2 separate regions of the Capra hircus genome follow, and region 2 is linked to region 1. Evidence: chromatin contacts called from public Hi-C data. All regions are on one chromosome and are shown on one strand. Each heading gives the region's core, a stretch centred on a gene start, on an enhancer-like site or on the middle of the called end of the contact. The rest is flanking DNA. Distances are from core to core; before and after follow the strand shown. Region 1 overlaps TOM1 (target of Myb protein 1). Region 2 has its middle 37 kb from the start of RASD2.

Region 1 (7,170 bases), core at 369-2,868:
GGGTGTCTGTGGTCTCCTTGCTTTCACCTCCTTCCCGCTCTGCTCTGCCCCTGGCCCCCAGGGCTGCTTTCTTTGACCCCCAACGCCAGACTGGCCCAAGGATGGATTAAACTGCCCTCGAACCCCTACCAGGGGAGGGGACATGGAGAGGGTGGAGGTGGGCGTGACACATGGTTACCCCTCTGCAGAGCTGGTGTGGGTCATGGTGATTCTGTTCTGGGACAGGGGCCAAAGCAGAGCAGGCATGTCCTAGGAAGATGGCCAGAGGGACACTGTATATCTGAGCACGTGGACTGAATGTGTCTCCCTCAAATTCATCTGTTGAAGTCCTAGCCCCTAAGACTTGAAAATGTGACTATATTTGCAGACAGGGTCTTCAAAGAGGTAATTAAAATAAAATGAGGTCACTAGTGAAGTGAGAGACAGATTCATGCCTGACTTTTGGCGACCTCATGGACTGTGGCCCTTGTGGCCCTAACCCAGTATGACTGGTGTAGAGGAGATGAGGCCGCAGATGCACACAGAGGGAAGATGGCTGTCTGCAAATCAAGGAGAGAAGCCTCCAGACAAGCAACCTGTTGGCACTGTAACCCCCGCGGCCTGGAACTATGAGATAAAACACTTCTGCTGTTTAAGCCCCCAGTCTGTGGAACTTTGTTATGGCAGTCCTAGCACACGAACCCACTAAGGCTTTTTGTTTTTTGAGATGTAAGAGGCAGGCAATGGTAGTTTGGAGGTGCAAATTCTAGATTTGTGCAAACCTTTGGATGGTTTGTGGGGACAATGGGACTCACACATCACCTTGGAGAGGCTTTCTCTGACCATCCTTTTTTTTAACAAAACAAAACAAAACAAAACAACTTTTTGGCTGTTCTACGTGGCATGCGGGATTTAGCTCCCAACCCAGGATCAAACCTGAGCCCCTTACAGTGGAAGCAGGGAGTCTTAACCACTGGACTGCCAGGGAAGTCCCTGACCATGCTTCTTAAAGTGAAATCCCCTCTTCCTCTTCCGTCCTGAGTAATTGGTCCAAAGTCATTAGACAGTACCAGGCAAGGCAGGAAACAGCCTTGGGGTGGGGCTGTGCTGCGGTGGCCCCAGGCAGGGTGGGGTCTGAGCAGGGGTTCTGGTGGTCCACCCAGGGATGTCGGGATCCAAGGAAGGTGAGTACACCTTCAGGGTTGGGCCGGTGCGGGCAGAGGGTGATTGGCTACCCACGGGGCTGAGCAAATAGGTCTGTACATGAAGGGCAGCGGGAACCAGGCTCTGCAGTTAAAGAGGGGGCACAGGGAACGGAAAACTGGAGGGGATCTGTGGTGTTGGGTTGTGACTGTATAAACTTGTGCTATCATGCAAATACAGGTGGAACTAGAATTACACGTGGATCCGCATGCTGCATCCACTGAGCGTCCCCTCAGGAATGAATGCACCCTGTAACCTTGTAGGAGGTACTCGCAGCTTTGGGGAGCTCAGAGGGCCAAGGCTCCATGTTGCCCACCCAGGGCTCTCTTGCGGGTCCCTCCTTTCCTCAACTCAGAGGCGCTGGCCCCACTGGCCCTGGGACGTGGAGTACTGCTGCCACCTTGTGGTGGCTGTGGAACACTGCCCTGACCCAGAGTCACCCCTGGAGAGGGCGGGGATGGGACCGGGGGAAGGCTTTCCGAAGTGCCCGCCGTGAGTCAGCAGGACCATCCAAGACCAGTGGGCAGATCCTGCTTCTCTCCCACTGCTTGGATCAAGGTACCACAGCCCCACTCAGGGGCAGCAGCTGTTGTGGAACCCAGGTTGTCTGGGAGGCAGCCAGCACCTTTGAGAACTGGAAAAGCAATACTGGAGGCTGAACTGGGGTCTCTGAAATTACAGGGCAGTGCGCCTGGCTGTGTCTGATGCAGAGGCCGCTCTGGTTGGAGGTGGACATGTTGGAACATTTCCTTGACAGGTGTTATGCCTCTTAATTGACCTCGTAACAGTCCACCAGGACTTCCCTGGTGGCTCAGACGGGAAAGCGTCTGTCTACAGTGCGGGAGACCTGGGTTCCATCCCTGGGTTGGGAAGATCCCCTGGAGAAGGAAATGGCAATCCTCTCCAGGACTATTGCCTGGAAAATCCCATGGACAGAGGAGCCTGGTAGTCTACAGCCCATGGGGTCCCAAAGAGTCGGACACGACTGAGCTCAGTCGACTTCACTTCAACAGCCCTATGAGGGAGCAACTGCCGTCAGCTCATTTACAAGTGAGATAACAGGAGGCACAGGGAGTTAAGAATTTGCCTAAAGCCACACAGCTCAGAAGGGCTGCACCATGACTGGCTATTGTATGACAACTGGGAGGGGGGAAGTGGGCTCACTGTCCAGGCTCAGGGTTGGGTTTGGTGGGTCAGGGAAGCCTGGAGAGAGCAAAGGGGTGGAGGCTCTGCCAGGGGCCTTTGAAGGCAGCTCTGGTCCGTACTTCCCCTCTCCCTACCCACCTAACTGGCTCCATTCAACCTCCCCAGACCCCTGGCTGGGTACCATTTCCGAGGCAGTTGGGCCCAGCAGGAGCCGCTGGCGCCTGGATAATCCTGCCTCCGCCCGCAGGCCAAGGCACCCCTGCAGTTGGCCCTCCTTTAAGTGGGGCCCCGCAGCTTCCTGATGCTGCGATTGACCTGGGGCTTGTGGCCTCAAACACGGCCTGGTGCCAGGAGATCCAGCCTGGCCAGCGCTGGTGGCTTCTGCCAGGGTTCCCTCACCCATCGCAGCGCCAGAGGCCCTCTCTCTGGAGGGGCCCTAAGGCGGGGCTGCGCTGTGCTGCCCCCTGCAGAGGAAGCCTGGACACCTTCGAGGCCAGGCTCTCTGGGGCAGGCCCCACCTCACTGGCCTTGGGCCCTGTCTGACCTTCAGGCTCTGTTCCCTGGCATCAGCCTCTGCTTTCTTCACGTCAGAGTAGGTGGTTTGTGTGGAACTTACACCTGTGTCTACTACCCCCTGCCCTCCCATGGGGCCCACTGGGCCTGGCACATTCACCTCTTGAGTTCTCAGTACACAGAACCACATCTGGTGTGCCACTGGGGTACCCACACGCAGGAAAGAACAGGCAACTTTAGCCATGCACAGGCCACGAGCCCCTGGAGCTCCCACTGAGGGTTTCCTGGCTCGCTGTCACTCACCTGGAGCAGCAGGGGCAGCGAGGAGCGGGGGCAGCGGCGTCCAGAGCACCGGGTCCCACCCTTCGCTCCCGGCTCCCCCAACCCCATTTCCCACTCGAGAGCAGCGGTTAAAACCACTGACTCCACAGGACCGTTGTGAGGTGTGGAAAGGCCCAGGCTGGGGGAGGGCCCACAACAGCAATGTGGGGTGGTGAGAGCTGAGGGGCTGCAGGGGAAGGGCCCCAGCCTCCGGGGGACCCAGGTCAGAGGCTTGGAGGCTCAGTGAGTAGGTGGGACACCTGCCGGAGCTCAGCAGCATAGCTTGCCCACCCCCCCACCCGACCGTGTGTGTGAGCGTGCCCGGGAGCAGTCCCGTCAGGCCAAGGGGTGGGGGGTAACCCACCTATTATCACCACAGTCCTCTTATCTGACCACCAGAGGCTCCCAACCTCATGATACAGGTGGGTATTATGAAAAAGATGGTCACAAAATGCAGGTGCTTTGGGGCCTTCCTCCCACACAGAATTCAGCTACCACCCGAGGCTGGTGGTCGGGTGCACTGCTGCTGACCACTGGCCAGAACAGCCCAGGAAGGAGCCTCTAGAAGCCATCTGCTGTCCTGAGTGCTGTTGGGGGGTGGCAGCCTGGTGAGTCCGGCTGCGGTCCCCTGCACCCGGCCACCTCTGCGTGACCTGAGGCAGGAGAAGGTGGAGAGGTGCTGGGGACGGTGCGCCAGCCTGGTACTCCAACTCTGGCCTCTCCCCCGTTCTGAGTCTGAGCATCCTTGGGCAGGGCTGGCACGGGGGTCACTGCCGAGTAGCCAGGCAAGGCTGGACCGCATCCGGGAGATGCGTAATATTAATCTTGTGAGAACCAGAGCCTTCCCACTACCTGGGCAGACACAGCTAATTCATGCAGGATGCAGGAGGTAACCTTTAGACCAGTCAAGCTTGGTGTGACTGAAGAGTCCTAAAAAGTTGTCAGACCAGGCTGACACTAGTTGCCCAGGGACAGGGACACAGCTGCTCCCCAGCGGGTGGTGTGGAGAGAAAGGTGGTTCAGGCTGGAGAGACAGGTCAGAGGTCACATCCAGCTGTCTTTCTCCAGGCTTGCTTTTCTTCACGCTCTGAGCCGCGGCCTGGACAGTGAGCCCCCTCCTCCCTGCCTGGCGGATGGACTCGCCTTTGGTCCCATGTACCTGCTTTGCAGCTACTCCCCTTGCCCCAGCCCCTCATGGAGGCCTGGCTGGGCCTGGTCTCCTGTGCGCCCGGCTCCAAGCCACGCCTCGGAACATACAGCCCACCTATTGCTCACGGGACATGGGGGTTGCTGAGGCCCCTGGATCCACTCCGGTCACTCAGCTCCCAGGCCCAGGTATTCCGACTTCTGCTCTCCTCCACAGACTGACCTTTCAGGCAGGTCAGTTGTTCTAGCCACACACCAGCCCCCTTCCCTTCTACCACCGAGGGGTTGCTGGGTTGGGGGCTCCCATGTGCCTCAAGCAGTGACTCTCGGGGAGCCTGGTGTGAAGATTCCAGCCCGGAAAAGGCTGTGCTCTGAGACCAGGGCACCTGAGCTGCCACAGAGATGAGAACTGACACCAGCACCTGACCTGTGGCCCAGCTCCTGAGCCGTTGTGCCAAGGCCTCCACACTGAGCCTCAGCGCTGCCATCTGAAAAATGGGGATGATGTACTGACGCATGAGGAAGTGCCCAGCACCTGATAAACTAGTGCACCTGGAGCGGCTCACACGACCCACTGAGTCAGAGACTCGGCCTCTGGAAAATGAGATGCAACTTTGCTTCACCCACGGTTGTGGATTCGATGCCATGAGCTCACGGAGAGCCTGGCACCTGGGCCTTGGACCGCATGCCTGCGTCCTCCCTGCAGGCTCAGTGGCCTGCCACACCCACACCTGCTCCGCCTCTGTGATCACAGAGCTCCTGCTGCTGGGCAGGGGCTGGCCTGAGGCTGCGGACAGGTCACCCACAGAGAGCAACAGGGCCGCCTGGCAGGCAACTGGTGGCGGAGCCTGTGCTGGTGTGGCGTGGCTGGGTCCTGCCGCTGCACCTACCCCATTGGCAGATGTCTGTCTCGTGGGCGGCCCTCAGCCCAGCCCAGCCCAGCCCAGCCCTGGTTAGGCCAAGTAGCTTCCTCCTGGAGACTGACCACTTTTACGGTGCTCTTCTACCTTTATTGGGGATACGAAAGGCACCTCTCCCAGTCAAGAGGATCAGCTGACAGGTGGGCGGCCCAGTGCCCGGTGGAGCCCTGCGAGGGAGGAACAGAGGAAGGAGGGCAAGGCAGTGGAGGTCATGGGGGGTCCCAGGAGCTACAAGCATCGCCGGAAGCCCCGTGGCAGCCTCGGGCTGGCGCGGTCTCCCCCCCATCACATGCAGCTTATCTGGACAGTGTGCTCTCAGTAGAGAGCCACAGGCCCTGCCCTCAACAGCTGGCCAACCCTTCGGGCTCCATGGCAGGCACTGGGGAACAGGCCTGAGGCTGCGACAGAGACTTCTGCTGTCTCCAGCCTCTGGCTAGGCTTCGACTGGCAGTGTGGGCTCTGAAGACAGCTCCTCTGGGGGCGGGTCCCGGGAGGGGATCACCCAGGACAAGGGGAGTCACATTGGGCCACCAGGCGACCAGCCTCTCCAGCCTGGGGCCTTCCTGTCCTCAGCAAAGTCGCAGTGGTTGGTGGGGGTGGGAGGAGAGGCATGAGTGTCCAGGGCCCCAAAGTAGAACTCACTCACTCCAGCTCATCCAGCTGCCTCCCACACTCCCAGGCAGCATGGCCCCAACCTCAAGGGGAAGAGAAGGACTTATGTGACAAGCCACCCTCAAGCAGCCTTTACACCAAAGGAGGGACAGGCCCCCGCCACGGGGTGTGGGAACAACCGGGGCTCGGGCAGCAGGGCGCCAGGCCCCACACTCATAAGGCAAACAGCATGTCGTCGTCTTTCTCCTGGGTCTTCTTTCTCAGGGCAGTGCCAGGTGGAGGGCCTGGTGGCCCCTCGGTTGAGGGACTGGAGAGGTTGGGCAAACGATCGGCCACTTTGGCACGTTCTTCCAGGAACTTGTCGAATTCTAGAGCAACGAGAGGGAGGCTGGGGCTGGGCTCCGAGGCTAGAGTGCGGGAAGGGTGGGCAGGGCCAGGGTCTACTACCTTCACTGGTGACGCCCTTGGGCTCCTCCACGTCATTCCCCTGACAAGGCAGAAGGAGGCAGGTTAGTTGCGGGCACGGCGGGGCTCAGCGGCTGACCCAGAGGGCCCAGACCTCGGCCCCACCACTTTCTGAGCCACAGGGCCTTGGGTGTCACTTGGCTTCTCTGAGCTTCAGTTCTCTGCTTGGTGACACTCACGGGGTTGTTGGCAAGCTAAAGCGGAGGACTTCCCAAAGAGTGCCAGGGGCAGGGTGTGGTGCCCTTGAGGGCACTAGTTCCACCCTTTCCAGTGTCCAAAGGGATGGGCAGACTCGCTCATGGTGGAGAGGCTGACACCCAAACCTGTGCCAGCTACACACGCTCAACTAGGGGCCGGGCTGGAGGTGAGCCTGTAGCCACTAGGCAAAACGGATGGACTGTGGGCATAAACACGGTCTTGGCCACTTGCTGAAGGCGGCCTTGGAGCTAGGAAGTGCCCAGGCACCTGATCCTTGGTGCTCAGAATGAGCGGTGGGCTGGCAGAGGCTGGGGAAGAAACCTGGAAGGGGGCCTGGACTGACTGCCCCTCCTGCACACTGGGGGCTCTGGAGGGTGCTGGGCCCCCTTCTCCTGGCACAGCACCCCTGACAGTTGCCCATCAGTCTCCGCTCTGCACAATGGGGCTCCTGGCACCACTCCCCGAGCTACCCCAGGTGCCGAGCTCAGGGCTCTCACGTCCCTGCTGCCCTCGGGCGGCCCGTCTTGCCCACAGCGGGCCCTCACGCAGGCAGCAGGCTTGGGCAAGGGGAGGCCCCAGAGGCTGCGAGGAGTGTGAGGCTTCCCCCTCTAAGGCGAAATACTGGGAAGCAGCAGGGGAGGGGGCACTGGCCCTGCTGACGCCCCTC
Region 2 (6,498 bases), core at 364-2,863, 190 kb before region 1:
GATATTATGGCTTCCATTCTGAAGATGAGAATCTCAAGGATCAGAGAGGTTAAGTAATTTTCTCAAAGTCACACAACTAGTAAGAATGAATCAAGATTCCCCCAAATTAGCTAATCTGTGGAAAATGTTGGCACCAGAGCCTGGCATATAATAGACACTCAATACATGCTAACCACTATTTTTATTATTATTATTTTTTTAACCACTATTTTTTAAAAAAAACTTTTTATTTTGTGTTGGAGCACAGCTGACCAACAGTGTTGTGATGGTTTCAGGCGCGTCGTAAAGGACCTTGGCCATACACACACATGTATCCATTCTCCCCCAAACTCCCCTCCCAGCCAGGCTGCCACATTACATTGAGCAGAGTTCCCTGCGCTATTTAATAGGTCCTTGTTGGTTATCCACTTTACAGCAGTGTGTACATGTCGATCCCAAACTCTCTAACTATCCCTTCCCCATCCTTCCCCCTGACAATCACTGGTTCATTCTCTAAGTCTGTGAGTCTCATTCTATTTTGTAAATAAGTTCATTTATATCGTTTATTTTTACTCCCCATATAAGGGATGTCATACAATGTTTCTCCTTTTCTGTCTTCACTCAGCAGGACAATCTCTAGGTCCATCCGTGATGCTGCAAAAGGCATTATTTTATTCTTTTCAGTGCTAGCCACTATTTTCATTAGTATCATCGGCTAGATCTGTCTGACTGCAGAGCCCCCGGCCACCCTGGGGGCCTCTTTGATGCATCTGTTCTCGTGGTCTCTTATCGCCTTGTCTTCCCCATTGGGCTAAGGGGTCCTGCAGAGCAGAAGCCTGGTGTGCTTACTCTGCGGGTCCCCAGCACCCCTCATGGGGCAGGCACAGAGTAGGTGTCAGTGACTGTTGAATAAGTAAAAGCAAGATCAAGCCTCTTGAGGGCAAGTACTATGTTTCTCCAAGAATCCTGGGATTTCTCCAGCCATGTGTGTCCTGAAGAATCACAAGACCTCTCTGTGGGAGGAGGCTTGGTTCTCACTTCAGCCTGGACACTGTTTCTCTTTCTAGCCAGCTTTCTCCTACCCTCAGTACTCAGCCGGCAATCAGCTCCTACTGGCAATCCCTCCTCCCAGCCCTGGGGTGTCCACGCTGGAGGCAAAGTTCAGCAGAGCACACCCACCCTCCCTCTCTGGAACACCATGGCCCACCCACACATAGGCCTGGGCGTGGAGCGGAGTCCCAACCTGGAGTCCCAACCTGGCCTCTTAGCTTTTGGTGGGAGCCCAGGGAAGGCCTTCTGTGCTCTGGTCCACCCCACGAGGCACCATGAAGAGTTAATTCATTCTGGTCTCCCAGAGACTGGACAGGCACAGGGCCAACCCTGCCTCCTGACACCTGGGTCTGCCCCTCGGCTCGGTGTGTAGTTCCCTTGTCTGGGTCTCAGTATCCTCAGCTGAAAGCTGATCTCGGTCATTTCGATCACTCTTAGCTCAGCCTTGTTGATTTGCTAAAGAATCCAGCTGGATGGAAAACGAAGAAGTTGTACTAAGATCTCTCCCAGTGCTTCTGAGGGTCCTTGAGGCTCCCAGGGGGAAGTGGTATAATTCCATAGACCACTAGGTGGCACTAGCGGGTCACCCATCGCCCTGAAGACTGTCTTCAGGAAGCATTCCACTACAGGATTAAGACCGCTGACGGTATCTTCCCACTGCAGACAAGCCAGCTGGAGGAGGCAGGGTATGCCGGAATTAGGGACCAGATTTAGGGTCAGGCAAACTTGAACTTGGAGGTTCCACGCTAGAGCCTTCTCCTAATGAGTGTCCTGGACTCTGCTTGGCAATTAGTTTGCCAGGTGAACTTCGGCAAGCTAAATGACCTGAGACTTCAGTTTCTTCATCTGGAAAGCAAGATAAGTCTCTTCTCCTGGGGCATCACAGAGGTCGGATGAGACTGGGGCGCATAGAATGTCCATCCTGCCTTCTGGCCTGTTACTATCTGTCACTAGTCATTACCACTTTAGTCTCAGAATCTCCCCCGGGAAGAACCTTGGGCAGGATGCCCAGAGATCTAGGTCTGCTTTTGGCGAGTCCCCTCCCATCTTTGGTCCTCTGTTGGCCTCAACCAGCCCTGAGGGACTGAGAGTATCATGGAAAAATAAGGGCTTGGGAATCAGACAGACTTGGGTGTGAAGCCCACCCATTTCTCCTCTTCCCAGCTGTGTGACCTCAGGCCTCTCTGGGCCTCTCTGGTAATTACCTAATTATTTGTGATATTTGTTCAAAGCCTGCCTTCTTGGTTCTAAGTTCTATGATGGCCAGGATCGTGCCTATTTATCTCCTCTACATAAACTCAATACTCAGCTCAGCATGGGCTGAAAACTAGTTCATAACAAGAGCTGCTATTATTATTTCATTATTACTATTATCATTATTGTGGTTGCTAATTATATTGTACATTCCTCAGCACCAACAGTAGGGCTATGTTCAGAGCTCTTCTGGCATTATCTCTAACAACCCTCTACCATTATCTCTATTTCATAGGTGACAAAACAGGGCTGGAGGGGTTAAGCCCTTGCCCAGTGTCACACAGCTACAAAGTGGCAGAAGCTGGGATTTGAAACTGAACCTCAAAACAGATTGTGGTGACAGGTGTAGTAAGGGGAGTAATGACCCTCCAAAGACACCTACATCCTAATCCCCTAAACACTTGTGTTCCCTTAGCTGGAGAAGGGAACTCTGCAGATATGATTAAAGGAAAGATCTCGTGTGCATGCTGAGTTGCTTCGGTCGTGTCTGACTCTTTGCGACCCCATGGACTGTAGCCCGCGAGGCTTGTCTGTTCACGGGATTCTCAAGGCAAGAATACTGGAGTGGGTAGTCATTCCCTCCTCCAGGGAGTCTTCCCAACCCAGAGATGGAACCGGGATTGGCAGGCGGGTTCTTTACCACTCACGCCACCTGATGGGGACACTGTCCTGACTTACCCAGGAGTCCCAAGTGGGAAGGAGGAGACAAGACAGCAGCAGCAGAGGGGAGAGAGCCACGTGATGCGGATGAAGTCAGCATACTCTAGAAAGGCATGGAAGAGGACTCTCCCCTGGGGACTCCAGAAGGAGTTGACTCCAGCTCTGTTGACACATTTTGCCCAGTGAGACTGATCTCCGACTTCTGACCTCCAGAGCTGTAAGGTAATTAATGCATGTTGTTTCAAGCGACCAAGTTTGTGGTAATTTGTTATAGCAGCAGAGGGAAACTAATACACGGATATGAGATAATGTCCAAGAAGCACCTGGCATACAGTTGGTGCTCACTAAGGGCTCTTTCCTTCCCTGCAGTAACCCTCTTTCCTCATTCAGCTGTAACAAAACAGTAGAGAGGGCACCAGCTTCCAAGATCTTCCAGCTCAGGCCCATTTTATAGATGCAGAGCCTGTGGCCAGAGTTAGGACGTAACTCGTCCCCTTCCCATGGGAATGGGGTGGGGAGCTGTCCCCTGGGCAGGCCCTGGGGCTGCTTGCTCTCTTCTGGATTACAGCACTGGGCAGCCTAGCTGATCGTCTAATCCAAACCCATTTTCCAGGTGAGGACACTGAGGCCTGGAATTGACCCCCCCCTTGAGAGTGGCAACTCCCCAGGGAGTCCTCCCTGTCACAGGGCCTCCCATCCCCCTCTTTTGTGCAGGGGTGGGGTGGGTGGGGAAGCCTTGTTTATCCCCAGCAGACAGAGGCCAGTGGGGTCTGGGAAAGCCACGTCCGGCATGGTCCAGATGTGCTGGAGGAATTCGAGAGCAGCTCCTTGGTGGCCTTCAGCCTGGGAAAGCTCTGAGGCCTTCCTGTCTCCGCCCGCCAGGCCCTGCCTGGCCAGCTCTGTCCCGGCAGCTGCTGGGGAGAGGCCAAAGGTGCTGCATAAAGGGTCCTGCAGAACGTGAGGGGTGACCACGTGCCTCCAGGCAGAGCGATTAGAGCTGCCTGGCAGGTTCAAGTGACCAAAGAGGCCAGCAGGGCAAGGGAGTGGCGGCAGGAGAAAGCAGAGGTGGTTGGGGAGGAATAGAGCCTTGGACTGTGCTGGCCACTGGGCAGGTGGTGGCCTTTGGGTGAACTGGGCTTCTATTTGGCTTCTCTGGTGGCTCAGCGGTAAAGAATCTGCCTGCAATACAGGAGACCCAAGTTCTTTCCCTGGGTTGGGAAGACCTCCTGGAGGAGGGCATGGCAACCCCCTCCAGTATTCTTGCCTGGTTGTAAAGAGTCGGACACAACTGAAGACATTAAGCAGCAGGGCCTCTATTAAGTGAAATGGAAGCCCCCACAGGGTGTCCTCACCGTCAGCTAAACCCCCAGGGACTGAAGTGGGCCCTTAAGCCCTGAGTCACCCTCTGAGGAGTGGAATGGCCACTGTGTCCCACCTCTCCACACAGGACCCTGCCCACAGCCCGTCCCCCGCCCCCCCGCCATGCTCTTAGAAACCCAAGAATCAGGTCGCCGGCCATAAGATGTCAGCACTACCGGGACCCAGGAGGCAGCTTGGCTCCAATTACAGGTGAGGAAAGGAGGCTGGAGTGGGCGGGGGGCTTGTCTGAGGCCACTCTGTGCGTCGGTGCTGTGTCAGCAATATAACCCAGGGCTCCCCACTTGCTGAAGAGATCCCAGCCCCACCCCCACCCTGCACTGCCCTTGGTGAAAGGGACATTTTGTTCTTCTGGTCCAGATCCAAGGAGTCCCCAGGGGCATGCTCTGGGTCTGCTTTTGCCAAAGGTCTCTCCAGCTAAGGGTCCCTTCCAGGCTGTAGTGCTCTGCTGTCTGGCAGGGGCTGTGCCCTCCTTGGGCAGCCTTCCCCCTGGGTTTCCAGGAACGTGTACACGTGAGGGTCCAGCCCCCATGCCTGCCCTCCTCTTGGTCATTTTGCTCCATGGGGCTTCCTTCCCAAGCACAGATGTGGGAATACAAATAAGCAACTTCTCACTGCTCCCCTCCCAGGATTGCCTGTTGGAGCCAGACGCTCCTGACCGCTTTTTCTTCCCTATCTGTGAGTATCCATGGTAGTTCTGTATCAGCCACTACCAGCTCGTCAGCATCACTTCAAGGGGGAGAAATCCACCATCAGTCCACTCTCTGTACTCCCACCCATCCTCCTCTCTATCTTCTTGCCCATTGGTTCATGAATTCATCCATCCACTCATCTAACCAATTACCTCACCCACATATCCATCCCTTCATCCCCTGGTCTGAAGAGCCACCAGTCTCTGTCTGATTGCTATTGGTCCATCCTCTCATGCATCCAACCTGTCCACCCATCCATCTATCTTACACTCTCTCTCATCCACCTATTATTTACCCCCAAACCTCTCATTCTGTCCATTGGTCTATCCATCCATCTATCCACGTATCTAATCCTCTTCCTAACTTCCCCACCAACCCACCCAATTCACCCACCTTGCTCTCATCCCTCTATCTCCCCATCTCACTTCCCACTGCTCTGTCAACCAACTTATCAGCCTGTCTATTGGCCCATCCACCCATTCATGCAGCATTTATAGCATACTTTGCATCTGGGATCAAATCCCGGCCTCACTGCCTTCTCAGCTGTGTGACCTTGGGCAAGTTACCTAACCACTCTGTGCCTCAATTTCCTCAGGCTTAAATCAGATGACAAAAGTAAGTACTCTATAGGGCTGCTCAGAAGAGTAAACACAGGGACAGAACTTAGAACCATGCCTGTCACTAAGCAAGAACTCAGCAAATACTGTCTTAAAGCAGATGAGAAAATGGAGGCTCAGAGAGATCAAGGAACTTCTCTGCGGCCAACCAGTTGGGAGAGAGCCCAGATTCTAATCCAGGTGGTCTGACATTGGAGCCCTCAAATTGAATGGATATATTCAATGTATGTTCTTAGAGGGGCTCCTTGGTAGCTCAGACAGTAAAGAATCTGTCTGCAATGCAGGAGAGCCAGGTTTAATCCTTGGGTTGGGAAGATCCTCTGTAGAAGGGAATGGCTACCCCCTCCAGCATTCTTGCCTGGAAAATTCTAGGGACAGAGGAAGCTGGTGGGTTATAGTCTATGGGGTTGCAAAGAGTCAGACATGACTAAGCAACTAACAAAGGACCCAGTCTCATACCATGCCTGCCCCAAGCCTGCCATACAAGACCCTAGATTTGATTGACAAGAGTGAGGGGCTGGCCTGGCTGGTCCCCAGGGTTTCCTGCGATCTCTGACACTGCAGGCTTCTCCCTGTGTGCCCTCAGTCTGGGACATGCTGACCCAGCAGCCTGCCCTGTCTCCAGAGAGTGCTTCAGAGAGAGAGTGAGAGAGCACGTGTGTGCACTGAGCGTGTTCACATCACCCCCCAGCCACCCACAAGGTGCAGATCCCAGGGCTGTCTGCATGGCCTCCCCAGCGAGGCGCCCCCGCAGGCTCTGCGCCCTCCAGTGACATGTGACACTGACAGATGGAGTGGGCGGGAGGAGGGGATGAGCTCCCCGCTGACTGACGGCTTTCTCTCTGGGGCAGGGAGTTCCGGGGGCTGCA

The links. Hi-C and Micro-C count contacts between places; a contact is called where the count stands out from the background.
Region 2: a contact with region 1 is called in a Hi-C map of blood, with 8 times the contacts expected there. The contact joins two enhancer-like sites. A contact is called at or near these places in 2 of 5 Hi-C or Micro-C datasets (both in blood).

The regions. Positions count from the first base shown.
Region 1 is chr5:72,268,954-72,276,123 of ARS1.2, reverse strand. It overlaps TOM1 (target of Myb protein 1), which reads right to left. Exons shown (of 15, transcript XM_018048235.1): 14 at 6,288-6,327; 15 at 5,297-6,208. The coding sequence ends at 6,054. Among named protein-coding and RNA genes, the nearest start is that of HMOX1, 32 kb to the left of the region's middle. Within about 2 kb of position 1,618, at least 3 of the 5 cell types and tissues checked have an H3K27ac peak or open chromatin away from gene starts, as enhancers often do.
Region 2 is chr5:72,463,431-72,469,928 of ARS1.2, reverse strand. No RefSeq gene overlaps it. Among named protein-coding and RNA genes, the nearest start is that of RASD2, 37 kb to the right of the region's middle. Within about 2 kb of position 1,613, at least 2 of the 5 cell types and tissues checked have an H3K27ac peak or open chromatin away from gene starts, as enhancers often do.